Linked DNA regions of Mus musculus: regions 1, 2, 3, 4, 5 and 7 are each linked to region 6. The links are chromatin contacts, called in public ChIA-PET, HiCAR-type and promoter capture Hi-C maps. All regions are on one chromosome and are shown on one strand. Each heading gives the region's core, a stretch centred on a gene start, on an enhancer-like site or on the middle of the called end of the contact. The rest is flanking DNA. Distances are from core to core; before and after follow the strand shown.

What was found. Promoter capture Hi-C pulls out the DNA fragments that hold promoters and counts their contacts. ChIA-PET counts read pairs in DNA pulled down with a chosen protein or histone mark. HiCAR-type assays count read pairs that join an accessible place to other places.
Region 1: a promoter capture Hi-C map of embryonic stem cells shows a contact between it and region 6, with 2.5 times the contacts expected there. The contact joins the promoter of Uhrf1 here to the promoter of Rfx2 in region 6. A contact is called at or near these places in 3 of 39 promoter capture datasets (embryonic stem cells, erythroid cells and neural stem cells), 2 of 484 Hi-C or Micro-C datasets (embryonic stem cells and nephron progenitors) and 2 of 115 datasets of contacts at active chromatin or transcription factors (pancreatic cancer cells and stem cell-derived neural progenitor cells).
Region 2: a promoter capture Hi-C map of pre-B cells shows a contact between it and region 6. The contact joins the promoter of Dpp9 here to the promoter of Rfx2 in region 6. A contact is called at or near these places in 1 of 39 promoter capture datasets (pre-B cells) and 2 of 115 datasets of contacts at active chromatin or transcription factors (embryonic forebrain and pancreatic cancer cells).
Region 3: a contact with region 6 is called in an RNA polymerase II ChIA-PET map of memory CD8 T cells, with 50 read pairs. The contact joins the promoter of Fem1a here to the promoter of Rfx2 in region 6. A contact is called at or near these places in 2 of 39 promoter capture datasets (cranial neural crest and liver), 1 of 484 Hi-C or Micro-C datasets (CD4 T cells) and 2 of 115 datasets of contacts at active chromatin or transcription factors (memory CD8 T cells and pancreatic cancer cells).
Region 4: a contact with region 6 is called in a promoter capture Hi-C map of liver, with 4 times the contacts expected there. The contact joins the promoter of Yju2 here to the promoter of Rfx2 in region 6. A contact is called at or near these places in 3 of 39 promoter capture datasets (liver and pre-B cells), 5 of 484 Hi-C or Micro-C datasets (CD4 T cells, CD8 T cells, cardiomyocytes and 2 more), 1 of 115 datasets of contacts at active chromatin or transcription factors (large pre-B cells) and 2 of 9 other capture datasets (adipose tissue and liver).
Region 5: a promoter capture Hi-C map of neural stem cells shows a contact between it and region 6. The contact joins the promoter of Tnfaip8l1 here to the promoter of Rfx2 in region 6. A contact is called at or near these places in 2 of 39 promoter capture datasets (neural stem cells and pre-B cells) and 2 of 115 datasets of contacts at active chromatin or transcription factors (astrocytes and pancreatic cancer cells).
Region 7: a HiCAR-type map of astrocytes shows a contact between it and region 6, with 4 times the contacts expected there. The contact joins the promoter of Zfp119a here to the promoter of Rfx2 in region 6. A contact is called at or near these places in 2 of 39 promoter capture datasets (the C10 cell line and liver) and 1 of 115 datasets of contacts at active chromatin or transcription factors (astrocytes).

What each region holds. Positions count from the first base shown.
Region 1 is chr17:56,301,547-56,305,529 of GRCm38.p6, forward strand. It overlaps Uhrf1 (ubiquitin-like, containing PHD and RING finger domains, 1), which reads left to right and starts at 1,791. Exons shown (of 17, transcript NM_010931.3): 1 at 1,791-2,015; 2 at 3,540-3,704. The coding sequence starts at 3,552.
Region 2 is chr17:56,216,668-56,220,602 of GRCm38.p6, forward strand. It overlaps Dpp9 (dipeptidylpeptidase 9), which reads right to left and starts at 2,222. Exons shown (of 21, transcript NM_172624.3): 1 at 2,074-2,222; 2 at 742-794.
Region 3 is chr17:56,255,163-56,259,204 of GRCm38.p6, forward strand. It overlaps Fem1a (fem 1 homolog a), which reads left to right and starts at 1,631. Exons shown (of 1, transcript NM_010192.4): 1 at 1,631-4,042. The coding sequence starts at 1,747. The coding sequence ends at 3,711.
Region 4 is chr17:55,956,746-55,961,011 of GRCm38.p6, forward strand. Yju2 (YJU2 splicing factor) reads left to right here and starts at 2,442. Exons shown (of 8, transcript NM_028381.3): 1 at 2,442-2,516; 2 at 3,968-4,068. The coding sequence starts at 2,493. It overlaps Gm16712 (predicted gene, 16712), which reads right to left and starts at 2,656. Exons shown (of 3, transcript NR_108021.1): 1 at 2,389-2,656; 2 at 117-231. It overlaps Ebi3 (Epstein-Barr virus induced gene 3), which reads left to right. Exons shown (of 5, transcript NM_015766.2): 5 at 1-277. The coding sequence ends at 32.
Region 5 is chr17:56,159,864-56,163,833 of GRCm38.p6, forward strand. Tnfaip8l1 (tumor necrosis factor, alpha-induced protein 8-like 1) reads left to right here and starts at 2,628. Exons shown (of 2, transcript NM_025566.3): 1 at 2,628-2,743.
Region 6 is chr17:56,828,223-56,832,414 of GRCm38.p6, forward strand. It overlaps Rfx2 (regulatory factor X, 2 (influences HLA class II expression)), which reads right to left and starts at 2,786. Exons shown (of 17, transcript NM_009056.2): 1 at 2,661-2,786.
Region 7 is chr17:55,876,265-55,880,209 of GRCm38.p6, forward strand. Zfp119a (zinc finger protein 119a) reads right to left here and starts at 2,689. Exons shown (of 4, transcript NM_144546.6): 1 at 2,596-2,689. The coding sequence starts at 2,598.

The sequences.
Region 1 (3,983 bases), core at 541-3,040, 530 kb before region 6:
TGACTTTTTTTTTTTTTTTTTTTTTAAGATTTATTTATTTATTATATGTAAGTACACTATGTAGTTGTCTTCAGACACTCCAGAAGAGGGAGTCAGATCTCGTGATCGGATGGTTGTGAGCCACCATGTGGTTGCTGGGATTTGAACTCCTGACCTTCGGAAGAGCAGTCGGGTGCTCTTACCCACTGAGCCATCTCACCAGCCCCACTGACTTTTTTTTTTAATATTTATTTTATGTTTATATGAGTATACTGTTGCTGTCTTCAGATACACCAGAAGAGGGCATTAGACCCAATTACAGATGGTTGTGAGCCACCATGTGGTTGCTGGGAATTGAACTCATGACCTTTGGAAGAGGAGCCAGTGCTCTTAACTGCTGAGCCATCTCTCCAGCCCCTCGCCTTGACCTTTAATGTTAATTATCTTTGTTACATGCATTTTTTTGAGATGGTCTTTGTAGCCCATGCTAGGGATGGATTTCGACCCCTGATCCTCCTGGCTTTACTTTCCAAGTGCCTGAGTGCCAGGAGGGTGTCAGGAGGCTAATGACCATCTGGGAAATCTTTCCTTACCATTAGAAATCCCTGTTTTCCCAGCTCTTGGAGGTGAGAGGTGAGGGCCTGGAGACCTTTGGGGCTCACGGAAAGATACTTGAAACATCTTTGGAGGGACAACTTCTACCGAGCCCCACAAATGGTCTGGGGTTAGTGCAATACCTGTTAGCCCAGAACTAGCAAGATGGAGGCAAGAGGCTCTGGAGTTCTAAGTCATCTTCAGCTACAGAGCAAGTTGAAGGCTAGCCTGGGCTATGTGAGACTCTTTTAAAAAACAAACACAGTTAAACAAAAATTGGAAGTCTTTCTGCTAAGGACCTTTAAAACCAACGTCCTTCACTCGGCCTCTGATGCCTTACTTGTTCCAGTCCAGGTGCCTCCTCCTGCCTTCCCCTCTAAGCCTTCTTTATACCTCATGTGTCCTTGGCTTCCTCAGCCGGAAGTGCCTCTGTCCCAGCCCCCACGTGGCCACTGGTCACTTCTGACCTCATGACTTGTGGATGTACCTGGAATTGTCCTCTATGTTCATTATTTTCTTCTCCACTGTTTTCTAGGTCAGGATTTGCTTTCCCAGAGATGGCAAATGCTGGAGGGGAGGGTGTGCCTCACAAGCAGTTGGGCCCCCTAACTCTGGTTTCTCTATCCACTAGTTATTGCACAGATGCCCAGCGCGCGCCAAGTGTCCGCCAAGAATGGTTAGAACAGAGCAGGCCGCCGGGGTGGAGGGGGCAGGGAGGCCCTGCACGCCTGGACAGCTTGCTGACCGGCAGGGTGGGGGTGGGGAAACCAGGCAGGAAAAGAAGCCCTGCGGATGGGTAGCATGAGAGACCATCTGTAGTGTTCTGTTACTCAATGAGCTCAGACCTGACATGGGGTGCAGGGTATCTGGTGGGGAGGCACCCCTCAAGTTCCCCTAGGGGATATGAATATAGATTCAGGGTTGCTTAGATTAAGAGGTCAAAGTTTGTCCAGCTCAGAAGGAATAGACATGTAGTGTGGTCAGAAGTCTCGGGGTGGTGGTGGTGTCCCTTTCTCCTCTCCCAGGAATGCTATGAGGTTTACATGGTGGGGGAACTGGGCCTTCTTGGTAAAGTGAGCATAGCCGGCAGGGAAAGTCCATGGCCCGTTGGGCGGAGCCGGGGGTGGGGTAGATCCTTAGTCATGCGGACGCCCCACTTGCTTTCTCGCTTCCCGCCACAGCGCCAGCCAATCAGGAATCAAGAGCCCTCCCCACCCAATTGGGGTGGAAGTCTCCCGCAGCAGCCTGTGCACACTAATAAAAACGCCCTGAGTTTTCGCGGGAAAAAAAGTCCTAGCAGCTGGAAGGAACCCGCGCTCTAGTGCTCACTTGGGTCTTCAGCCACTCACGCGGCTCCCTTCTGGGTCACCCAGCCGCAGAGCCCTAGCCTAGAACCAGGCGTTCCAAGGGAGAGGAGAGTGCGGATCGCCGCCGTGAGAGAGGTGAGTGGAAGAGCGCGTTCTATGCACACAGTGGCACGCGGGGCACCACGCAAAACTGAAAGGAACCCTTCTCACACAAGGCTGCGGGGGCTTGCTTCAGGGGATCCGATGGGTGTCTTCTACGCTTAGCCCTCTTACTGGTCAGGCGCACTACGTTGACGGCCCGGGTCGTGGGGGGGAGCTTTGCAAAACTTTCCCGCGCGTGGGGTGAGATCTGCAGAGGGCCATTGCCCACGCGTGGGTTCCACACCTCTTGTAAGAGGAATCCGAGTTGTGTCCTCCACGCTGAGCCTCCCTCTCCGGCCCTGTGCACACGGTTAGACCCGAAAACTTGGCATAAGTTTCCCGCGCGTGGCTCGGGGCATTGCACAGCCACTGCGCATGCGTGCTTCTGCATCCGTTGAGGGGCAACTTGAGAGGAATCCTCCACGCTGCACCTGGTTTTTCACTCTCCTGGGTGCCGCTAAAGTTCGCGGGAAACGCGTGGGGTCCGGCGGGGAAGTGCACGCGGCTCCACGCCTAAGAGCGGACACTCCCCGAGATTCAATTGTCGCGCCCGAGTCGGGTTTCGCGCGCCCAGGCGTCTCCGAGGTCATCTAGGCCAATCGCATGCGAGGAGGGCGGGGCACGTAGCCCGGGAGGAGCCAATCAGCAGCGAGCTCTCCGGGAAGGGCGGAACTTAAACGGCGGGGCTCCAGGGGTCTGGCCTGGGCGGCGGCGGCGGATGTGGGCGTGGGCTCTGTGCCTCCCGGGTCTTTAAAGCGCCTTTCCGGGAGGCCAGGGTCTGTGTCCCGAGGGGAAGTTAGGGCAGCCAGCTGTGGGTGGGGTTCAGGTGAGTTTGTGGCCACAAGCGCGCGCTAACGGGTGGCCCGGCCCGGACTGCCGGTTGCCATGGCCACGGCGGGGGGGTGTCTTGCTCTAAGTACGCGCGCGGGAGGCACGGGTCTGGAACTTTGGGGGAGTCCTGAGTGGTGTGTGTGTGTGTGTGTGTGTGTGTGCGTGCGCGGGGGCCCCTGCCTTCTGTGACCGAGTTCTCCCTCCTGGGACTTGAGAGGTTCCAGTCCGCTTCGGAGTTGGCGAGTTCCAGTTACTGGGACTTAAGACTACGTGGAATGAATGAATGAATGAATGAATGAATGAATGAATGAGTAGCTGCTGGCACTTTTCAGCCCGACCAGGGTCTTTATCCCGCCATGGACATTTTTTCCCTCTTCCCTCATTGGAAGCGTGGTGGATGGATGTTCTTGGATCACCCAGAGTGTTTTGGCAATTCACATTCAAGTGTCCCCACTCGCCGGTTATTAAAACTTTTAAGTGCCTAATTTATGCCACCTGGTCCTCCCAGGGTGGGGTCTTGCCCTATGTAGGAGGCCAGGACTACAGGAGATTGATCGTGGGAGTTGCTTCCTTTGCTCAATCCGATGTAACGGGGCGAGGGTACTCTACTTCCCCTCCTCCTTCCTGGCAGGCCCCACTGACTGGAGGGGGGGGTCTCCCTCTGTCTCCCTCTCTCTCTCTCTCCAGTACATCGGCATCATGTGGATCCAGGTTCGAACTATGGATGGGAAGGAGACCCACACCGTGAACTCTCTGTCCAGGTTGACCAAGGTGCAGGAGCTGAGGAAAAAGATTGAGGAAGTGTTTCACGTGGAACCCCAACTACAGAGACTCTTTTATAGGGGCAAACAGGTAAGGGGGCCACTGGCGCCTTTCCATTCATCCACCCTCTGAGCTTTGTTCCAAGCACCCTGCTTCTCAAAGCCACCAAGCAATAGGCCCGCGCCCCCCCTCAAGTCGCCAGTCAGTTCCCGCCCCCCTCCTGGAAGGAGATGCCTCAGCTGCTGGGGAGGAGGAGGGGGCGAACAAAGGCAGGCCTCCTCAGCAGCTGGCCAGCTGGCCTCGTGCTTTGAAGCCTGGTACTCTTTATTATCTTTTAAACTCTCTCCTAAACGTTATCTTTCTTGAGAT
Region 2 (3,935 bases), core at 972-3,471, 610 kb before region 6:
CATGTCTGTCTGTCCAGACCAGAGCTTGGCCACTGGGACAGTGTTCAGGTACTTTGCAGGGCCCAGGATGCCTCATAGAGAACAACCTGCCCCAGTGCCCCCAAGGGATGACAGCTCCTTTCCAGGCAGCATTCTGTCAGTGTCTAAAGGCACAAGCCATTATGCCATCCTGGTTACTGTCCCCAGTCACCACCCAGTCGCCTTCTCAGAAGAGTCTGATGGATGTTTGATGCCACCTGAACACAAAGTGGAAGAGTGGCCAGTGTTCTCTGTCCAGTGCTGAAAAGCAGGACTTCCCATGTCAGGGAGAAGGGTCCAACCCCAGCTTAGTCATATCTGTGCTGTGTGACTCTCAAAGCTATAAACCCAGACTACAATATCTATGCCTGGGGCTAAGTGAGGATTCGGGAGTGCACACACAGATTTTCATAATGACAGCTGTCAGATGAATGAGCCATTTTAAAATCACACCCAATGGTCTCTCTGAGGCAAACACTACCATAAAGACTGATGCCCACACACTAGGTACTGTATCAGATGAGCTAGGGAGGTTGGCCAAGCCTCCCTCAAACCCAGCTTACTAGCCACTCTTCCTTTGTCCCCCTGGAGAGGGCAAAGTACTGCAGCAGGGACCAAGACCAGGGGTAACTGGCCCCAAAGCCACTGTCAACCTCTGCATTCCACAGCAAGCCCCAGCCCACCACAGAGCCTGCCTTGCTGCCCGACCCCAGCACAACTCACCTTCTAAAGGGTCCAAGGAGCTTCCATGGCAGCTGCAGGCGAGGGGCACGGACCTTAGAAGAACAAATGTGGTGTTGTTAAGGTGGGCAGATGGGAAGGGCTGGCAAGAATGAAGGGGTTGGTGAAAATGGGGTCTGGCAAGGATGAAGGGGTTGGCGGAAGATGAGGGGCTGGCAAGGATGGAGTGGTTGGTGTGAACTGGGGAACCAGTGAGGATGAAGGGGCCGGTGAAGATGGAGGGGCCGGTGATGTGTGTGGCTTCTTCTCACTCACTTTCCATGCGGGCGGGAGTCTCCGCCTGTGCCTAACCCTATCTACCTGGTTCGACTCTAACTGAGCCTCCCAGCCCCTCGGGGCTGCCAACATGCCCTGGGTTGTACTTGGAAGAGACGTGTCCCTCAGTGTGCGGTCTCCCTGGGACCCAGCAGGGAACTGGCGACTGTGGTCCACACCTCCTGGGCACCAGTCCCAACTCTTCGAAAGCAGGTTGGTGATTGCCCTGGGGGCTCCCGAGGGAGCCTGGGTAACAGGCAGCAAAAAGGCCGCTGAGGTCAAAGGCTGGGCAAAATCGTGGATGGGGAGGGGATGGATGGGCCTAAGGCCGAGATCCTAAGGGTGGGGCTCAAGATGCAGGGAATGAATGCTGGAAGCTGAGGGGGTTCAAGCTAATCCGGGGAGGAAAGGGATGAGACAGAGGATATGATTTTAGTCTGGGAGGGTATCAAGCTTGGCATGCGACAATGTGGAAACTGAGGCAGAGGATAAGGGCTGAGTGAAGGATCAGGCTTGGGGAGTGACCAGTCTTGGAAGAGTCAGGCTGGTAGGGTCATTTGGAGAGGTTCATGCTGCGGGTTTCAAGCTTTGGGGTATGAAGCTTTAGGATTTCAGGTTTGAGAGGAGGGTCAACCTGGACTATCAGGCCTTGAGGGAACAAGTTGGACGGATCAAGTTTTGGGGATCAGGCTTGAGGGATCAAGCTGGGAGGGGAATCAGGCTTGCGGGGATCCGGCTTTAGAAGATCAAGATGGAAGAGGATGAGGCTTGAGGGGATCAGGTTGGGAAGGATGAGGCCGGGAGGGAGGGTTTGGCAGAGACGAGGCTGGCGGAGGCTGGCGGAGGCTGCGCGGACGCCGGGCTGAGCCGCGCTCTGCGATGAAGCTGGCGGCTGCGTCTCCGCAGCGGTGCGGCAGCAGCTCTTGGGCGCGGCCCGGAACCGGCGAAGCGCGGCGACCAGAGCGGCGGGGACGACGAGGACAGGGCGCGCGGCGCCGAGGCGGGCGGACGGCGCCGGCCGGGGCGGGAGGCGGCGAGCCGGGGCCGGACGCTGCTCACCCGAGCGTGGCGCGGAGGACAAGCTGAGCAGGGCGTCCCCGGGGCCGGCGGCGCCTCACACGCGACGCTCCATGCCCAAGACGAGGGCCCGGAAGTGGCGGGCGCGGGGGGACAGCGAAGGCGGCGGACACCGGGGGGACCCGCCAGCTGCGCCTCCTTTGACCCGGAAGTTGAGCTGCAGAAGCAGAGGCTTTTGATTGGGTAACGTCAGGGCAGAACCAACGTCCGTGAAACTCTAGGGGACAATGCTCAGGAGCGTCTTAGGGCTGAAGGCAAGGCTGGTGGCCCCTTGCTGTCTGGGAGAGGACTGCGGGATGGACACCCCTGCTCCAGTTCTGCTGGCCAGCTCGACCCTGCAGTGACCTATTAAAAATATCTAAGAAAGCTGAGATATTGGTAGAATAGTGGTTAGGAAAGCTGCCTTCCAAAAGGTGGCCCCGGGTTCTAGTCCCAGATTGCTTACGCCGCTCATCCCAGCGCTCGGAAACTCTCCACTTAATCAGGCTAGCTTTGAACTCTAAGATCTGCCTGCTCTGTCTAGATCTCGCCCACACCATGTTTTACTTTGTTTTTTGTTTTTCGAGACGGGGTTTCTCAGTATAGCCCTGGCTGTCCTGGAACTCACTCTGTAGACCAGGCTGGCCTCGAACTCAGAAATCCGCCTGCCTCTGCCACCTGCCTCTGCATTAAAGGTGTGCGCCACCACGCCCGGCTCATGTTTTACTTCTTATCTGTGCATTGTGTCTGAGCCACGCGAGTGTGACAGAAGAGGACAATGGGTTTCTTTCCTTTTAATTTTTTTAAATTTATTATTATATCTAAGTACACCTAAGTACACTGTAGCAGTCTTCAGATTCGAGGGCGTCAGATCTCATTAAAGGTGGTTGTGAGCCACCATGTGGTTGCTGGGATTTGAACTCAGGACCTTCAGAAGAGCAGTCAGTGCTCTTAACCACTGAGCCATCTCTCCAGACCCACAATGGATTTCTTGTAACTGGAGTTAAGGCCACATGAGTGCTGGGACATGGACTCCCCTCCTCGCAGAGCCACCTCTCTCAAGCCTCTAAAGAGCTTTTGTAAATAAAGACACACTCCCCAAAAGTTATCCTAACAGGGTTCCTGCAGAAGGGCATCCATTGTTTGGTGAGTGACATTTAGTGAGCATCCTCCATTGTTGTTGAAGTGTCCCCACTTAGCTTCCTAGCTAGTTAACTTTTTGACCGGAAATCCTGAGAGCTACATTTTTAACATGATGTTGCAACCCTGTTCCCTTTCCAGGAACCCTCCCTGGAGACACCATTTGTTACACAATTACAGGACGTGGCTGAGGGCCTGGCGGCTCTCCTGGTCTTCCCCAGTTCCAGCCATCCTCTTCTCTCTCCTGACCCCTTTCTTTTCACACCCATTTTGGGGAAGAGTCTCATGTAGCTAAAATTTATCTTGAACTCCTGCCTCTTCCTCCCCAGTGCTGGGGTGACTGTACACCACCATGCCTGGTTAATGAGAAGCTGGGGATTGGGACTGAGCCTAAGCCCCAGCATCTGCTTGAACTTGAAGATGAACTTATGTGATGGGGGAGGGAGGGAGGAGGTCCTCTGGGGTCAAGGGTCAGCTCCAGCACTCAGAGGTGGAGACCTTTGACATGAACATGTACTACTAAAGACAGAAAGAGGGTGTCTTAGGGTTTCTATTCCTGCACAAACATCATGAGCAAGAAGCAAGTTGGGGAGGAAAGGGTTTATTCAGCTTACACTTTCATGCTGCTGTTCATCTCCAAGGAAGTCAGGACTGGAACTCAAGCAGGCCAGGAAGCAGGAGCTGGTGCAGAGGCCATGGAGGGATGTTCTTTACTGGCTTATTTC
Region 3 (4,042 bases), core at 381-2,880, 570 kb before region 6:
ATTGAAAACAAAGAAAAACAACTAGTGAGGTGGTTAGGCAAGCAAAGGTGCTTGCTGCCAAATCTGATGACCTGAGTTTGAGCCCCAGGACGCACACACGGTGGAAGAGGATGACTCCCAAGGGTTGTCCTCAGATCTCTGTGCCTGTGCTGCGGTGTGTGTGTGCACACACAATAATACAAATTTAAACTACATTTATTTTTCTTATTCTCTGTGTGTGTCCATGTGCTACAGAACATGTATGGATGTCAGAGGACAGCCCTTGGGAATCAGTTTTCATCTTCCATCACGAGGGTCCCGGGAATTGACATCAACCGGAGCTACATGAAATCCTACCTCAAACTGATCTTTAAAAAGACCTTGAGGAACTGGAGCAGTGGTTCAGCTGTGACTCTCAACCATAGGGATGCGCACACCACCAGTAACTCCAGCGGCAAAGATCCCGACGCCCTCTGCTGGCCTTGGCGGATGGAGGGAAAGCATGTGGCCTTTAAATTTTTTATTTATTTAATTTTATTTTATGTGCATTAGTGTAAGATCCCTTGAACTGGAATTACAGACCAGTTGGGAGCTACCATGTGGGTGCTGGGAATTGAACCAGAGTCCTTTGGATAAGTAGTCAGTGCTCTTGACCACTGAGCCATCTCTCTAGCCCCGCATGTGGCTCCTTAAAAAAAGAAGAAAGAAAGAAAAAGAAAAGCTAACGTGAAAATCGAGACTGCCTAACATTTCTGCAAATAGCTAAAGGCGAGTTGGGGTGCGCTGCCAGCTCAAGATCTTACACTCGGCGCGCGCCCCCTGCTGGTCAGCAAGCCTTTCGTAGAAGCCCTTCGCCTTCCACCTCGCTCCGGATTGGCTGGGAGTTGCCTTTGTTGCCCGCTGGGAAATGTAGTCCGCAAAGGAGGCGGAGGCCCATTCATTTCCTGCCTGCGCGACCTCGAAAACCGGAAGTACAGCACCACGCTACCCTGGGTCGTCCGCAAGGGCCGCCGAGCCTTGCCCGATACGAAGGGAGGCTTTTTATTTACATTTCGTCTCGCGGGTGCCCCACGGCGCTGTGGGAAGCGAATTCCTTTTTCCCCCACTTCATGTTTTCCTGTGGATTCTGACATGAATGACAGAATGCACATTATCACCTGGCCAAGCTGCTCAGAGCCCCTCAAAACATGGTGTATTTCCATGATGGGAACTGTAGTCTTTCAATGGTACCTCGCCCAGTATTCTTCGAGCTAAAGCTCGGACTTCTTGCCCTGTCTAGAGTCTGTGTCAGTGACAGTAACCGGAAGTATGTCATCAAATACTCAGGGTCACATACAACTTTATAGACTTGCATGGTAGGAATTGAAAACTGAGACCCTTTTGAGAGACGTCCTTTTGGGAACTGAGTGAGAACATGCTGCCGGCAATCTCCGCCTTAGAGTCAATACCAGGAAGTATGTCACCACATTTCCCAAGGATCGCACTAACCATTGGCCTTGCTTGGCGGAAATTGCCGTCCTGTCACCGGTTCCCCCCTATCCCTTTCGGGAAATGTAGTTTTTTCGCTTTTCTGATTCCAGTATCATTCGGCGGGCGATCGCTCATAGGACTCCATTTCCCAGCATGCCTGTGCACACTCTGTCCTCGCCCCTTCGCGGCGGCCATTTTATTCCTCCCGGAGACCCGCTAAGATGACAGCCCGGGAGAAGGTGAAGGTTGTCTCTGGCGACCGGCGGCCCGGCTAGATCCAGCAGCGAGGCTTCCAGCATGGATCTGCACACAGCGGTGTACAATGCGGCGCACGACGGCAAGCTGCCGCTGCTGCAGAAGCTGCTGGCCGGCCGTGGGCGTGAGGAGCTGGAGGAGCTGCTGGGTGAGGTGGCCGGCGGTGGCACGCCACTGCTAATCGCAGCGCGCCGTGGACACCTAGACGTGGTGGAGTATCTGGTGGACCACTGCGGCGCCAGCGTGGAGGCGAGCGGCTCCGTGCACTTCGATGGCGAGACCATCGAGGGCGCGCCGCCGCTCTGGGCAGCGTCGGCCGCGGGTCACCTGGCCGTGGTGCGTAGCCTTCTGCGCCGAGGCGCCTCGGTCAACCGCACCACGCGCACCAACTCCACGCCGCTGCGCGCCGCCTGCTTCGACGGCCACCTGGACGTGGTACGCTACCTGGTGGGCGAGCACAAGGCGGACCTGGAGGTGGCCAATCGCCACGGCCACACGTGCCTTATGATCTCCTGCTACAAGGGCCACCGCGAGATCGCGCGCTACCTGCTGGAGCGCGGCGCACAGGTGAACCGGCGCAGCGCCAAGGGCAACACCGCCCTGCACGACTGTGCAGAATCTGGCAGCCTGGAGATCCTACAGCTGCTGCTGGGCTGCCACGCGCGCATGGAGCGCGACGGCTATGGCATGACCCCGCTGCTGGCCGCCAGCGTCACCGGGCACACCAACATCGTGGAGTACCTCATCCAGGAACAGCCGGGCCACGAGCAGCTCTCAGGGACAGAGCTTCCCGGGGAAGGCTCCTCCCAGGTGGCAGGAAACCACTGCTCCACCCCAGAAGAAGCAGAACCGTATGAGAGCTGCTGCCCTACCAGCCGGGAAGCAGCTGTGGAAGCTTTGGAGCTGCTGGGTGCCACCTACGTGGATAAGAAAAGGGATCTGCTTGGAGCCCTGAAGCACTGGAGAAGGGCGATGGAACTCCGTCACCAGGGTGGAGGCTACCTCCCTAAGCCGGAGCCCCAGCAACTGGTTCTGGCCTATGACTATTCCAGGGAGGTGACTACACCCCAAGAGTTGGAAGCCCTCATTACAGATCCTGATGAAATGCGGATGCAGGCGCTGCTGATACGGGAGAGAATCTTGGGCCCCTCACATCCTGACACTTCATACTACATACGGTACCGGGGTGCTGTCTATGCGGACTCCGGGAATTTCGAGCGCTGTATCCGTCTGTGGAAGTATGCCTTGGACATGCAACAAAACAACTTGGAGCCCCTGAGCCCCATGACCGCCAGCAGCTTCCTGTCGTTTGCAGAGCTCTTCTCCTACGTGCTGCAGGACCGCTCGGCCAAGGGCAACCTGGGCATGCAGCTTGGCTTTGCCGACCTCATGGGTGTGCTCAGCAAAGGGGTTCGGGAAGTGGAGCGGGCTCTGCAGTTGCCCAAGGAACCGGGTGACTCCGCACAGTTCACCAAAGCCATTGCCATCATCCTCCACCTTCTGTACCTATTGGAGAAGGTGGAGTGCACCCCCAGCCAGGAACACCTCAAGCACCAGACAGTCTACCGCCTGCTCAAGTGTGCCCCTCGCGGTAAAAACGGCTTCACCCCACTACACATGGCGGTGGACAAGGAGACCACCAACGTGGGCCGGTATCGTGTGGGCGTCTTCCCATCGCTGCAGGTGGTCAAGGTGCTGTTGGACTGCGGAGCAGACCCTGACAGCAGGGATTTCGACAACAACACCCCACTGCACATCGCTGCCCAGAATAATTGCCCGGCCATCATGGATGCTCTCATCGAAGCTGGGGCCCACATGGACGCCACCAATGCCTTCAAAAAGACTGCCTACGAGCTGCTGGACTCGAAGCTGTTGGCTAAGAGCACCGTGCAGCCTTTCAATTATGTGACACTGCAGTGCCTAGCTGCCCGTGCCCTGGACAGGAACAAGGTCCCTTATAAGGGCTTCATCCCAGAGGAGCTGGAGGCCTTCATCCAGTTGCATTGAGCCTAGCCCAGCTGTTGGTGCCCACTTGGGCCTTACTCCTCCAAGCAGAAGCATCCAGGCCCTATGGCCTGCTGGAGTGAACCCAGCTGCTGATTCTAGAAGCCTTCAGGGTCACATGGTAGGAAGACGGTCTTTTTTTCTGTGGAAGTGCAAAAACAAAAACCCGGATGCCTGAGCCTCCCCAGTGGCATGCTTCTGTCTGGGTCTGGAGGCCTCTGCACTGTCCTAGAGTCCTGCAGTGAGCAAAGCTGTCTCCTTCCTGTGGTGGGCACTGACCACCTAGATGTTTGCATTTGGTTTTTCCTTTTCTAAGCAGATGGGCAGCAGCCTG
Region 4 (4,266 bases), core at 1,192-3,691, 870 kb before region 6:
GGCAAGTAGAAAGTGCACCCCATAAGCCCTGAAGAGGGACTGGATCCTTGATATCAGACCCTGATGTCGTCTACTTGAGGGTGGCAGGGTGGCCTGTCCTGAGTCTGAATACTGACTTTCCATGTACTGGGCTGCTCCGAAGCACTGGATAATTCACTTGACTTCTTCAGACCTCAATTTCCAACCCTGTGGGATGATCTTTCTTCTTCTGCCGGTGCGGGGCTTTGTGAACTTTGTGATTTAATTAGAAAGACGGATTAAATAAGAATCATCATCATCGTGGTGTTTTGTTTTGTTTCTTTGTTTCTTTGTTTTGAGACCGGGTTTCTCTGTGTAGCCCTGGCTGACCTAGAACTGACTCTGTAGACCAATCTATCTTCAAACTCACCGAGATCGCTTGCCTCTGCCTCCTAAGTGCTAGGATTAAAGACGTGCACCACCACCCAATAGGAATTACTATTAAAATTAAGAATTCCTCTTTGCCCATTTTAAATTTTTAAATATTTTATTTTCAAATATAAGTAAAGGGTTATGTGCAGTGCCCACTGAGGCCAGACGAGGGCGCCAGAGCCCGTGAAGCAGGAGTACCGGTCCACAGGGTGACTGCTGGGTCTTCAGCTAGAACAGCCTGTGCTCCAGCACAGGAGCGCCTCTTTATCCCTGTCTGTCCATCATGTCCATGGAGTGAGTGACGTTGGGGCTTGTCTGTGTTTGTGTGCACACAGCACACCTCAAGGCCTCATACCTCCAAGGCTTCACCGACTGAGTCATCTCCACGGGCCCCCAAACAAGGCCTTCATGACAAAAAGAAGTTAATGTGGCTCGAGGGTCAGGAGCCTGGGGGGACACAGAATGGTGCTAGCTTCAAAAAGGAATTCCACATGGTACAGTGCATGAAGGGGGGCATGAAAGTGGGAGAAAGGGAGAGGATGGAGCAAGGTGCAAGGCCCTGCAAAAGGACATGGCACAGGAGCTACCTGTAGGAGAATGTTGGAGACACACCCCTAGCACCTGTTTCCTCAGCTAAGAGGAAAATAGGACAAAGCCCAGCCTTGTTGAAATGAGGATATCGAGGGTGGGGGTAGGGATGGAGGATGGTGGCAAGCTAAAGACCAGCCTAGAAATCCTGTTTCAAAAAGACCAAAAGAATAGGAGGAGGAGGAGCAATGGGGGCTGGGCTCAATGCTGGGGCTTGTCATATTTTGTAGGCACAAATAATAAATAAACAAATGTAAAAAACGAATACTAAGCCTGGCAGTGGTGGTGCATGTCTTTAATCCCCAACACTAGAGGCAGCCACAGGCGCATCTTTGTTGAGTTTGAGGCCAACCTGGTCTACAGACTGAGTTCCAGGACAGCCAGCACTACACAGAGAAACCCTGTCTCAAAAACAAAAACAAAACAACAGCAAAGATACTATTTTTTAAAGAAAAAAGTAAAAAGAGTTGGGCACAGTGTCTCTTATTTGTAAACCCAGCACTTGGGAGTCAGAGGGAGGGGAGGACTACTGAGTTTTCAAGGTCAGCCTGGATTACGTGGTGAGTTCCTCTCTCATAAAAGAAGAAACGCACCGGGTGGTGGTGGCACAGGCCTTTAATCCCAGCACTTGGGAGGCAGAGGCAGGCAGGTTTCTGAGTTCGAGACCAGCCTGGTCTATAAAGTGAGTTCCAGAACAGCCAGGACCACACAGAGAAACCCTGTCTCGAAAAAAAAAAAAAAAAAAAAGGAGAAGAAAGAAGAAACGCACGCGCGCACGCACACACCACCACCACCACCAACAAAACACAATGAAAACCAGGCAGGTCACTGATTCCAGGCTTGCAGTAAGATTGTTTCAAATTTAAGGCCAAGCTGGACTGCAGAGTCTGCTCCAGGCCAGCCTGGGCATCTTAGTGAGAGGCTACCTCCCAGCATTAGAGCGCTGGGTGGTGTTTTCTGTGGTAGAGTGCCTGCCTGGCATATGCAAAGACCCTGGATTCCATCCCCAGCAGCAGAAATAAAGAAACTTAAGAAGAAGGAACACCAGAACGGGACATGGTGGCCTTTAATTATTTGGTCCCAGAACTCACAAGCAGGAGGATCTCCTTTAGTTTGTGACCACCCTGAGCTACATAGTGAGTTACAGGACAGCCAGGGACACACAGTGAGACTCTGACTCAAAAAAACAAACAGCATTGTTGATCAGAGTTAGGAGAGAAAATGTTATTATCCCAGGCAGCTTTCTCCATCCTTTCAGTGTGCTAGATAAGCGCACACAGGATCCACATGTCCCGGAACCTTTATTTCGGGTTTCAACTACCGGCACCCGGAAGGGAACGGAAGCGCACTCCCGACTCGGATCGACAAAGATTGCAGCCAATGAGAACGATGAAGCGGGTAGGCACCAACCAGTGAGCCGGCTTAGGAAGTGGCGACACTGAGGCGCTGAATCGGAGAAACTCCCCGTAGACTGAGGACCGCTTCTTCGCTTGTTCGCTGGACAGGAAGCGAAAATGTCGGAACGGAAAGTTTTAAACGTAAGTGCTCAGAGTCTAAATGTTCCTACAGAGGGTGAAGTGTGCGAGGGCTCCGGGCGAGGCGTGCTTCCTTCCGGTCATTTCCTTTTGCAAGCCCCTCTCGCGCACACGCACGCACACGCACGCGCGTCTTCCAGTCGGGCGGGAGCTTTCCAAACTCTTGCCAATCACATTTTTGGGGGCGGTCGTTAGCTTCCCCCTCTCCCCGCCCCCCCCCCCCCAGCTTCGTGAGTAACCAATCATCACCAGGGAAGCGGAGCTTCTGTCACTTTACCCAATTGGGGGCAGGACTGCTTCTTTGTGGGTTTTCCCCAGATCAGATCAGGGGATGTTGTTGGTCACCTCAGTTCTTCCCGGCTTTTGTTGAATTAATATCCGAAACCTTTTGCAGAGATGTCTACATCATGTTGGGGTTTCTGGGGTGACTCAGTCTCCACTCTTGGAAAATTTTGCTCTCCATTTCCTGGATCTGTTTTTTAAATGTTTGCTTTGGGTTAAGGTTTCACTGTACACAGAAGGCCCAGAATGGCCTCGAACTCACAGACCAAAAGTTTGTACACCTAAGATGGGCTATATTCACTTTTTAAAGGATTAGTTTTATTTTCACTTTATGTTTTTCCTTCATGTCTGTCTGTGCAGCACGTTTGTGTGCACTGCCCAGGCTGACTGTAAACTCACAGTTCTGCATCAGCCTCCTGAGTGCTGGTATGACAGTTGTACACCATCATTCCCGTCTACCGCCTGAATTAGCAAAGCTTCCTCTCTCGTGAGCCTGGTTGCCAGTAGGTGTCAAAAGCAGAGCCTCCTTGTTGGTGGTCCACATAGCTTCTTTTTGGGGGAGAGGGGAGTTGTCTCTCTTCAGCCCCCTGTCTCAAATTCCCGGGTGCTGGGTTTGGACATTGGCATGCCAGTAACCCAGAGTGGTTGTCCCTGTGCGCCTCACCCCAGCCTCCCAAGCACACAGAGAGGCCAGAGCCTGTTCTCCCCAAGGAGATTCACTGGCCAGATTTTGCCCTGGGATGGTGCCCTGCAGCCTGTGTGGTACCCTAGTGCAGGTTAGGCCACCATTGACAAGGTCTGATTTATGTCGGGCCTCCATTTCCTCATGAGTGTCTAGAATCTTATCATGTGATAGGCAGCAGGGGTCCACCCTTACTGCAAACCCTGGGCCTCTAGAACCTTCCCTAGAAGGCATGTCACAGCGTAGGAAAGTGACCCACCACACTATATAATTTGTGTTGGAAGCTTGTGCACTCCTCCCTGTCCCAACTTCTCTTCTCATGACTGTGCTTCAAACAGCTCATGTCTGGAAAGGCTCCAGCAAGCTGAATCCTGAGCAGATAGATCCCTTAAACCAGAGTATCCTGCGTCTGCTAACATGGCTCTCAGACCCCATTCCTGCCCGTATGGGACCTGAGCACCAGAAAACAGCAACGCCCTCTTCTCCACAGAAATACTACCCACCTGACTTTGACCCATCGAAGATCCCGAAACTCAAGCTACCCAAGGACCGGCAGTATGTGGTGCGTCTGATGGCCCCCTTCAACATGAGGTGAATCCCTGGGGACATGAGGCTGGAGGCTGATTCTCTGGAGAAACAACAAACAAAGATAATAGTTCCCACCCTCACAGAGTCCCCAACCCCTATCTCAGTAGAAAATCAGAGTGACACTTGGCCCTGCAGGATTTTGGACCCTCTAGTGGCAGCCCTCCTCCTGCCCAGGGCCTTTGCACCACCTATGGCATCTGC
Region 5 (3,970 bases), core at 1,378-3,877, 670 kb before region 6:
GGTGGTGAGTCTGGAGTGACATGGACCTGTGATCCCTCACGTCTGGAGCCAGGATCGAGGGCTTATTCTCTGGGAGGCGTGCAGAGCGCGCCTCCTGCTGGGCACGGCCGGAATCTGCAATGCTAACCAGATCCCAGGAAAGACCTCTCAGGACACTGAGATTTCCTGAGGTGCAACTCTCAGCCCTTGTGAAGCTCCTTTCTGAGTTGTCTTCGTTAGGGTCTCCATTGCTGAGAAGAGACACCATGACCAAGGCAACTTTTCATAAAGGACAATATTTAATTGGGGCTGGCTTACTCAGACTGAACTCAGAGGTTCAGTCCATTATCATCAAGGTGGGAAGCATGGCAGCATCCAGGCAGGCATGGTGTAGGCAGAGCTGAGAGTTCTACATCTTGATCCAAGGGCAGACTGGAGAAGACTGGCTCCCATGTGGCTAGGAGGAGGGTTTCAAAGCCCACTCCCAAAGGGACACACTTCCTACAACAAGACCAAACTTCCTAATAGTGCCACTCCTGGGCCAAGCATATATAAACCATCACATGAGCTAATCTTTTAATCTCTGTTTTCTCATTCTAAGACGATCCCTCCTAACCCCCTAACCTTTATTGATCTCTGCGGTCTGAAGCTTTGTTCCCATCCAACACTAGCTCTGTCCTCTCCCCAGCCCCAGGTACCCACCACCCTATTTCCTGTTTCTGTGGCTCTGATCAATGCAGAGAACTCCTGGGAGTGGGACTGTACGGGATGCATCTGTGTGTGGCTCACATCACCAGATATCATGGGGACCTGGTGTCTGAATGGCCTCTCTCTTCCAGGCAGAGTAATATTCCCCCCTCTCTAGGCAGCATGCCTCATCTCCTCTCTCCAGTGATGGACACGTAGCCTGCTTCCATCGTTTGGCTACGGTGAATAATTCAATTAAAATTGCCATAAACTCATGTCAGAATCTATCTTTCTACTCGAGTGTACCTAGGTGGGGAATGCCCTGGGGTCATGGAGGTTTTCCGGAAATTTCCAATTGTTTTCTATATGGTCCGGTGTGTGTCCCCTCATCCTTACAGACAATTTGTAAGTTGTTTATTATTATTATTATTTACTACTGCTTCTAAGCTGGGTAGGGGCTTAGGGCTTCCTGCATGCTAGGAAATAATTCTACCTCCGCCCATGCCCCCTTGCCCACTTGATCTAGAGGATCAAGCGCACCAGAGCACCTCTGCTAGACTCTGTGAGGACCTGGTGAGGGAGACACTGGCAGAGCCAGGGAAGACAGTCCACATCCTCACAAGAGCCCACTCAAGGCTTCACTGGGGAATTCTAGGCAGAGGCTCCACCCTGTCCACGACCCAGCCTCTCACCACGGGACTCTAGGCAAGTGGGAGGGGTAGGCTCTAGCCCTGAACCCACACAGCTGGGTTTGATCCCCACTTTATCACACCTATGATATCTGTGGGTTCCTCAGACTCTAAGTGCTCAAAAATCAGAAGCCCCCAAACCTGCTTCAGTGACACCTGCTTCCCCCCACACACCTCAAAAACACACTAATTGCCCTGGCTCATACTGGGGTATGAAAAACCTAGAGCTGTGGTCTCTGTCTTTGATACTGAGCTCTGTCTAGGGTCCTGTGTGGCTGTCACAAGGGTGAGCTCCTGGTACAGAGCAGATAGAGGCCATGTTCAGCACCCGGCAGAGCTGGGATGGCTACTGAACTTGTAAGTTCCTGGCCCAGAGCACAGACAATCTGAAATCAGGAAAGCCACTTGGGTCTGTGCTGCTCTAGGCAAGTCACTTAAGGTTTCTCTGGGTCTCAATTTCTATCTCTCAAAAGCCTGGATTTAGTTTTGTGTGTTAAGGCTCATGCAAGGAAGGTTAGAATGCAGTCAGCAAACACCTGAGGGGGCTTTCTGAAGAGGGAAGATGGCAGATGAGGCTTTTCCAAGTGTCCTTGCTGTGACAGGGCCATCCAGGCACAGGAAGTGCAGACCCGTGGTTGAGTTGGGGTGGAGTTTGGAGTAAGGTGGGGGTGTTGGGGATGGGTTGGGGGTGGTGGGAGTGTGGGAATCACTCCCAGACTGATTTTCCAGGTCTCACAGCTGCCCCCTGGGAGGTAGCTGGCCCTGTCTGGCCTCTGTCAGGGAGGTCATCACAGTGCCTCCCCCCTTACTCCAGAGACACCAACTGAAAGAGAGTCTCCGCAGTACTCAGGAACCCCAAAATTGTTGCAAGGCAAATGTTGGGGTGCATTTGTCATGGGAGTCCCAGGTGACACTCTAACTACCTAGTGGGTAAACTGAGACCCGCTCAGAGGGATGCAGGTGTCTCGCGGAGGCGCCTCTCTTCGCTTTGGCCTCTCAGATCTCTGTCGCGCGGTGCACGTATACCCCATTTTTCTCTGTCTCAGTCTCCTTCCTCTTCCTTCCAACACTTTCCCGCCACGGCATCCCTTGCGCTGGGCACCCAGCGCCGGCGCTATTCCGGAGGAATCTCCCGGCCGCAGACCACGCCCTCGCCCACGCCCGCGTCATGCCTCCCACCTCCTGGCAGAGGCTTGCTGCCATTGGCTCCTTCGTACACTGCCTGTGCGCTACCATTTGCTGAGCCAGTGAGCGTTTAGAGGGGGCGAGCCCTTTCTCGGGGGCGTGGCCTCCTAGCCAGCGGCCGGGCTCAGATCCAGCGGCCAATGCCTCTGGCCCCACAGAGGCACCTACAGAAAACTGAAGGCTTGACACATCCCGAGGAGCAGGTGAGCGATGGGGTCCTGCATTGGCTATCCTGGGTTCTTTCCGTCCCCTCCTATCCCCACACCGTCCTCTGTATATCCCGCCTCAGTTTCCTCTGTATACCTATTACTGACTGTGGGAGCATGGGTGTTGTGAGCAGGTTGCTGTGGGCTACTGTAATAGTCCTAACACATGTCCTCAAGAGGACACTTGATGGACTTGGCTCTGTACAAGTGTGCAGCCTGACTCCAGAATGGTCTAGGTATTCTCTGAGGTAGCCAGCTGGACCCCACTGTGGCTCTGGCTGGTGCAGGGTTACCCTGACTGGGACTGGCACTTCAAGCTTCCCATTGCCCGAGGGCTTGAACTCAGTTTTACCATCTGGGAACTGGGACAGTGGCTGTCACATAATTGGCAGGTGACCTGATCCAGGTCTGCAGCCTCCTGGCTCTTTCAGTGTTGGTTTGGAGGATAAACTGGGGTCCAGAATATGGGCTGCGGATGGCCAGAGAGATGGAGACACTGTCTCCAGAACCATATTCTGGTTTGTCACCTTTGTGAGCAGCGGGGCTGGAGAGGGACAGGGTGGAACACTAAACTGGAAACAGGCCTCTGGGTCACTTCCCGAGCTCCAGGCTGTGACGCCTCTGAACACCTTGCCTTGGGGTTAGGACACAGCTCAGACAAACCTGACTCACTTGAACAAGTAACTTAATTATAAGCCTCAGTTTCCCTGTCTGACTTGGGACAGTTGTTTCGTGACTCCCTGAGGCTTCTTGGGGGTGCTTAAACAGACAAAAGAGAGGCTGAGCCAGGGTGGGCTACACACCGAGGCTGTCTCTAAAACAAAAGGGACCCTAGGGTGTAGCCCAGTGCGTAGAGTGCTCACCTAGTAAGCAAGAGGCCTTGGGTTCCGGCCCAAACACAACATATACCAGGACATTTACCCATTTACCCAGTGCTTAGAATAGAGGCAGGTGGATGCCTGTAAGTTTGAGGCCAGGTCTACAAAGTGAGTTCCAGGCTAGCCATAACTATGTATAGAGATCCTGTAACAAACAACAGCCAACAGAGAAAGAGAGAGAGAGAGAGAGAGAGAGAGAGAGAGAGAGAGAGAGAGAGAGAGAGAGAACAGGAATGTAGGCTTTGAGTGCCAAACTTCCTGTTTTTCTGTCCTGGGACCTCAAAGTGGCCGCCTCTTCTCCACATGGAATGTCCTTGCACTTGAGACCTTTGTGCGTGCTGAGCCC
Region 6 (4,192 bases), core at 1,536-4,035:
CAGAGGCAGGTGGATCTCTGAGTTCGAGACCAGCCTGGTCTACATAGCAAGGTCCAGAACAACCAGGGCTATATAGTGATGCCCTATCTCAAAAAATACAATAAAATAAAGAAACAGGGCTGGGATGCCTGGGCAGTGGCAGAACACTTGCATAGCATATGCAAAGCCAAGCACCTCAATAAATAAATAGGTAAACAAACAAAGAAAGAAAACAAAACCTGTGACTCCTTCTAGTCAAGGACTTAACAAACCAAGCAGCCTTTATACATGAACTATTAATATTATATGAACACACTTGCTATATTAACATACATTCATATATGGATAATCTACATGAATATTTTCATTATCAATGGGAAGGCTGAGGGGGCTCAGCAGGAGAAAGGAGCTTGCTGCTAAGCCTGGTAACCTGTGTTTGATCTTCAGGGCCATCTCCTGCTTGTCGTCCTCTGATCTCTAATGTACACACCATAGCCCATGCAGATGTTGCAGATGTTCACACACACACACACACACACACACACACACACACACACATAATAAAGATTTTTAAAATGCCACTACTAATACAGTCTAAAGTGCCAGGGATACTTCATGCAGCAAGAGAATGACAGGCTGTATTTTAGAGGGCCAGTGTGTTGACAAGTCCTTCACAGCCCTGTAGTGGCCCTGGGGCTCAGGTATCCACAGTGACCCACCAGACAGGCGGTAGGCCTGATGCTAACAGCCTTAGATTCCTCTCTCTGAGGCCTGAGCCCTCCTTCTCCAGTGGGAGTGGATGAGTGGCCACACCTGGGTGGATTTTCTAGTCCATTCAGTCCCTGAACCCAAGCTCCACTGAGGACCGGCAGGGACTCAGCCAGAGCTCAGTCCCATCAAACAGGCACCTTCACAGGCTGAGGCTGACGTTAAAAACTCAAACAGGAAAACATTTTAAGAGAAGTTTTACGTCATTATTATTTTATTAATATCATCACTGTTCTAGAATTGTCTTCGCTTCACTTTAAGTTTAAAGCTCATTCCACTGGCAGGGAGATGCGCAGGTAAGGGCTCTTGCCACCAAGTGTACTGAGCTCCCAAGATCAAGTGCTGAAGGGAGTCTCCTGTAATCTGTCCTCTAACCTCCGGGGGTGTGTGCACGTGCAGTATAGTCACACACAATAAATACACGTAAAAATTTAAATCGGAAAGCAAATCACTTTTGACAATAAGAAAAGAGTCATCTGACTCCCGAGGACCTGACGGCCACTTCTGAGGAGGGACCCACTGTCCTCTGCGCCGTGGCCCCAACTGAACTCTGTTCCCTTCAAGGAAAAAGGGAGCAAAAAGTAGAAGCAAGCCAGGGCTGGAGGAGTGGGGGTCATCAGGGTCAAGAGAGGCGAGTGGTGGTTATGATTACAACACATTATACACACAGGAGAAGGCCACACTTATGTACATGCTAATAAAGTTACATTTATTAACACTCAATCGTTGTAGGATTTTTCCTGGGGGACCTGAGTACCGGAGTGTTCCGGAGACGTACTAAAGTAGGGGTGAAGTCTCAGGAGAGACAGCGGTCCCAGCTGTTTCTTGGTGCGTTCCCCGCCCCAACTCCCCTCCCCGCCACCCTAGGGGGCTCTGTCCGGAACCGAGCTCTCTAGGGTCCAAGGAAACAACCGCAGCCCTAGCGAATCCCAACTGCGAACTCGGATATGACCCATGGAAAGGGGCGAGGAAGACAATCCGGTGTTTTGGGATGTGCTGCCTGTGCACAGGAGGGCTGCGCACGCACTCTCCCGGCCTCCTGGATCTTCCTACAAACGGTTCACACAATATTTTCCTTCGGGAAAGTTTTCTAGATTGGGGATCTCGGCAAAGAGGACGCTATGGGTGCGCTTGAGCTTCCCGGAGCGGCATGGTAAAGGACCCCCAAACGCAGCGGTGTCGGGTTCCAGGGGAGAGTGGTCCGAGGATTTGGGGCGCCGGGGGTATTTGGGATGGGCAAGAAAACGCGAAGGGAGGAGTTCCTTCCAGAACAGAACAAACGCAGTGACTATTTTGGTCAAAGCACAAGAAAACGGTGCCGGAGCCCCCAAATCCTAAGTCAAGAAGGAAACCCGAGGGTCAGAACTATGAGGCAAGCAGAAGAGTACCCTCGGAGTTAAGTACATGGATAAAAGCCAGAACCCCGATTTCATAAGTATAAAAGGGAGACGGTGCCTCTGGGTTTTCAGACTTGGACGAGAATGGCTGGCTCTGTGGGAGCCCCCAACTCAGGTTTTAGGGGGATGACAGCAAGGAGCGGGTTTGGGGCAACTCCAATTCAGGCTTTGGGAGTAGTCAAAGAGAGGACTGACTAGTTTGAGGGCGCCTCCGAGTTTCAGGTGTTGTGGAGTAAGAGACAAGGAGGGGTCTTCTGGAGTCCCCGCTCCTCAAAGTCAGATTTAGTGCGTCAAAGGCGAGAAGAGATCGCTTCACTTTACAAACTTTTGAGAGTGTGAGAGGGGTTCCACCCAGCCCAGGGCTCCCCCAAATCAGAGGCGCCTATCAGGATTGGATGAGGTTGGCGTCTGCAAAGTTGGGGCGCCGGGTCCGGCCGCGCCCGCCCCCGCGACCCCCCTCCAGCGGGGTCCCCCCCCCCTCCGCCACCGCCCCCTGCCCCGGCCCGCACCGCTCACCTGGAGTTCGGCAGGGAGTTCCGGTAGCGGCTCCCGCGGCGTCGGCCGCTGCGTGTCGCTCCGCGTTGGTAAGTAACAGTCTCCACGGCTACAGTCTCTATGGCGGCGGCGGTGGCGGCGCCGGCCGCTCCTCCTCCGGCTCCCGCCGCCCTCCCGCCCGCCCGCAGCGCCCGCCCGCAGCAGGCGCCCGCCCGCCTCAGCCTCGCGCTGCCCTCACGGGGCGGGGCGTTGCGCCCGGCAACGGTTACCAAGCTGCACGCCCCGCCCCCTCCAACGGCCCGCCCATGCCCGCCTCCAACGGCCTCGGGGAGGGCGGGCGATCTCCCCATTGGCTTTCATAGTGCCCGTCAGAGGTGAAGGGGCAGGTCCTTGGGTAGAATACCAGCCAATCGCTGAGAAGGAGGGCGGGGCCTGGCGGGAGGCGCGCGGCTCCCGGGAAGGGTTGGCTCTAAGGAGGTGCGCGAGGGCCCACTGGTGGCAGTGCGTGTTTTGCGGAGTTACGGTGATTCCGCTAGACCGGAGGCGCTCACCGTCTAAGGGGAGCAGCAGACTCTGGCCTTGCGCCTGCTCTTTCATGGTCCACAAACTGAAAACTTTTTTTTTAAAGATTGTTGTCTATGCGTGTGCATGCAATGCGCATGAAGACCCGAAGAGAGCGTTGGATCGCCCTGGAACCAGAGTGACCGTCTGCTATGAGCCGCCTAATTGAGCAGGGACCGATCCCGGGTCCTCTGCAAGAGCAGAAGCCTCCTCTCCAGCGCTTCTCCTTTTTTTTTTTTTTTTTTTTTTTTTTTTGAGCCGGTGTCTTGTATACACTCACTACACCGCTTAAGCTGGCCTCCAACACCTGATTTTCCTGGCTCCATCTCCTAGTGCTGGGATGATGGGTGTGTGTTCACCAGTCCTGGCTAAGCTGACAACTCCTCACCCACCCCATCTCGCTTCTCTGTCCTCTCTGGTTCATATATATATACAGGTCTCAATGTGGACTCTTCATAAAGCTTATATTTTGGTGGGATGACACAAACAGAATGAAAAGTTAACGCAAAAGGAAAGGTTTAAACCCAGAGACCCAAGTGCGGAGGAGCTGTCAGACCATAGCTCCATTCATTCATTCATTCATTCATTCATTGAACGTCCAATTGCACCAGTGAACATGGGTAATTTGGGCTTATGTGCCCAAAGCGGTGAGTCAGGGTCTTGCTAAGTAGTCCAAGCTAGACTAGATTCCCACTATGTAGTCCAAGTTAATGTTCTTTTTGTCTTAGGTCCTTGACTACTAGGGTGAGAGGCAGGTGCCACCAAGCATTTGTGCACAGTCTAACTCATGAAATCCTGAACTTAGGCCGCGAGAAAGGCAGTAGACGCTGCCTCTAGGACTGGAGTTTCCAAAATAAATATATTGGAGCAACTGGAAGCCTGGTGCCACAACACCACTTTGTTGGCTGCCTACACTACAAAGCTAGTGTCCGGTCCCCATCCCCCACCCCCACCCCCACCCCCGTGCTGAGAGACCCAGTCCCATAGACTCA
Region 7 (3,945 bases), core at 1,439-3,938, 950 kb before region 6:
AAGACTTTTTAGAATTTAATGAAAATGAAGAACATCATACCAAAATTTATGGGACACAATGAGAGCAGTGGTAAGAGGAAAACTCATAGCTCTAAGAGCCTTCAAAAAGAAACTGAAGAGAGCTTACACTGGCAGCTTGACAGGACACCTGAAATCTCTAGAACAAAAAGAAGCAAATACACCTAAGAGGAGTAGATGGCAGAAAATAATCAAACTCAGGGCTGTAATTAAACAAATAGAAACAAAAAGAACTATACAAAGAATCAACAAAACTAAGAGCTGATTCTTTGAGGAAAATCAACAAGATAGATAAACCCTTAGCCAGACTAACCAGAGGGCACAGAGATAGTATCCAAATTAATAAAATCAAAAATGAAAAGAGAGACATAACAACAAAATATATCTTAAAATAATTATTCTGCTTGTTAAATATTAACAGTTGAAAATATTAAAATCATATTCTACCAAAAAAAAAAAGTGAACCACAGGATAAAGTCTAAACTAGGCTGTTTTTGAAGCTTCCTTTGTCAATGCATTTAATATAAATCTCTTTACCTTAGCCTCAGGCAGACTCTTGAGACAAGGGCAAAAAAGAAGTCATATTCTTCACCAAAATATCACAAGAGCAAATTCTAGATAACATAGGAAAGTTCTTTCCCTTTGAAAGCTCTTGAGACAGGCAGGCCACCAGAATTCAATTCACCCTCAGCACTGATGTCGTCCATATTTCTGCTAGGATGGCCCATTAAGCTCCACTTAAAGTACTCCGCAGGTTTACAAACCCAAAGATCCAAAATTTGAATTCATCCAAACAAAAGTATGGTTAGGCCTATCACAGCAATACCCTAGTCCCTGGTACCAACTTCTCTCTTAATCAGGGTCTTGTTGCTGTGAAGAGACACCATAACCAAAGCAATTTGTATAAAATGAAACATTTAACTGGGGCTGACTTACAGTTTCAGAGATCCAGTCCATTATCATCATGGCAGAAAGCATGGCAGCCTGCAGGCAGACAGGGCGCTAGAGGAGCTGAGAGTTCTAAACCTTGATCCAATTGCAACCAGGAGACTTTCTTCCACAGGCAGCTAAGAAAAGGCTCTCTACACTGGGTGAAGCTTGAGCTGTAGCAGACCGTAAAGCCTACCCTCTTAGTCACACTCTTCCTCTAACAAGGCCACACCTCTTCCGATGAGGCTCTAACCTCCTAATAGTGCCACTTCCCACGGGCCAAGCATATTCAAACCATCACAGGCTCCTAGTCTAGCAATAATTCAAAATGTAATTATTCTCATTTCAAAGATCTCCATATTATATCACAGTCCCAACACTGTTTAAATGTCTAAAGTTTCGTCGAATACTAAGGGCAATCTCTTGACTTTGACATCATATAAACTCAAAATATACAAATTCTATAAATCAAAATAAACAAAAAGTATAACTTCTCAACATGCATGGGCTCAGAATACACTTTTCCTTTACAAAGAAGGAAAGATTGGACCAAGGCAACCCTGTGGGGCATAAATCAAATCATATAGGCAATGAGAATAAGAGCATTTTTGTGACATCTGAACAGAAAGAGAGAGCAAGATTAGAAGGAGAATACAGAGTGGAACAACTTAGAAACCATAGATAACATAAAAAAAAAAAAAAACAACTATGAGAGCAATGTACAGAATGCAGAGGGAAGAGAAAAAAAAAAGAGCTGCAGAGAGCAGAAGGAGCAGGCAGACTTCTCCTTACTATGGGACAGAACAGGTCTTTTCTAACTAACAAGGAAGGTTTGGTCTTAGTAAATAAAGAGAACAAAGCTTTACTCCTCTACACTAACTCCTCTAGAGGGGTTACAGGCTTCCTTAAAATAACCTTCCCTAACTTGTCTAAGAAGAAATTAAACAATTGGAGGCCTGCAAACTCAGGTTTAAGTGTGTATCTTTTCTCTGATTGCTCGCTATTATCCCTTGTTTCCCTCCCCACCCAGTTCTCTCAGAGAACCGGGAAAACCTGCCTGCACAGTACTTCCTGGGAAAGAATAGAGATCAACAGAACATGAGAGAAAATTTAGAAAGAAAAGAAAAAAAAACACACAACTAAAATAGAGTAAATGTTGATGAAAGAGGCCAGGAAACCCAGTGAGCCTGGCCTTACTAACACACGTTACTGGACGGTCAAGGCATCTACAAGTCTGTGTCGATGGCAAACACTTTGCATCTGCACAGAATTAACTGCGGACGGATCATACATCAGAACCTCAGGTGCCAAGTGCAGAACTTGTAGAAGACACCGGAGAAACTAGGGTTCTCCATGTCAGCACATCTGCCTTCCCTGGACACAGGAAAAGCAGCTGAGGCGCTCACTGCATGGTGACGTCAGCAACAAGGATGTTTTCACTCCAGGACCCGCGCCCCACACTCTGCGCAGGCGCAGCCCGGGATCGAAGTCAGACGTCCGGCTTCCGCTCCGGAGGTGCAGGGACCTCAGGTGAACAAACGCAATCACGCCGGGCGGCGAGTCTGACCGCCGGTTCCCGCACCCCGGGAGGAACCCCACACAGTCTCCCAAGGCTCCTCCCCGCGTGGGGACGGCGGCCCCGCTCACCATGGCGTGGAGACCGAGCTCGCCCCGCTCTCCTCACAGCTCCCGGCAGCGGGTGGCAGACCAGGACACGGAACCACAAGAGCCTCCCTCAGACCCGAGCCCGAACCTTTAGTATTAGGGAACGGAAGTGCTCTCCCCATTCTGGCTAGCGGATCCATGCGGCCGTGATTGGCTAGTAAGGAATGAGTGACAGCTCCCCTAGTCACCGAGGGCTGTGAAGTATCACAGCACAGTGGTTCCCAGTCCTGGTGTCCGCTCAGGCACAGAACTGTCTCAGACGCGGAGAGACAGGCATTGCCATAGAACTTGCGCCTGTTAGCGTACAGGCAGGTCCACAAGCCTACTCTCGGGGACCTAGCAGAGACTTCTGTCATCAGATGCCATCACCTGCCGATGCCATCAGGCGCGCCCGGTCTGTTTCAGGATGAATGTATCCACCCACCAGCCACCGGAGCTCTCTCCCTACTCGGCAGGCCGTCTCTCTGTTCCCGGTGTGCGCTCCTTTCTCTCTCTGCCTGTCATATGCCCACTTCTCTGCCTCTGTCCCTTCGCCAGGACCTCAGTCCCCCAACCCCCACCCCCCAATAAAGCTTTTTTACACCAGATGCATGGCGTAATTTCTCAGGACACACTTCAGCTCGATCTGCCAAAGCTACTTCACCTCACTCCATTATGTTTCCTAACAGCAGGACTGCACAGTCGTCCCTGCTCTGCTGCACTCAGGAGGCTCCTTAATCTAGGCACAAGGTCTCTAGCATACACAGATCACTAAACAACCTCAAGTGGAGTGATCCACCTGCCTCACAGCCAAAAGAGCATCCAGACTATCCAGGTCAAATTTAAACCTCCTGGTTGATATTCACCAGGCATCATCCATTTTTAAAAAGACTCATCTAAATTGCTCACACTTCTTTCAGCTAAACACTGGTAGCCAAAACACTAACACATTCCCAGCCTTTAGTGGTTGCACTGGCTCATTATGCCAGCACTTGGGAAGTGGAGTCAGGACATCAAAAGTTTAAGCCTAGTAATTCCAGGACAGCCAGGGAGGATACACAAAGAAATCCTGTCTCCAAAAAAAAAAAGTTTAAACCAGCTTGGTCTATGAACCCAAACACCAACTATTCTGGCCCCCAAAGGGGAGGTGACCAGGGTGTGATCAAGTGACCATAGGTGTGTGGGTTCATTTCTGGGTCTTCAATTCTGTTCCATTGATCTACCTGCCGGTCTCTATACCAATACCATGCAGTTTTTATCACTATTGCTCTGTAATACAGCTTGAGGTCAGGGATAGTGAATTCCCCCAGAATTTCTTTTATCATTGAGAATAGTTTTCATTATCCTGTTTCG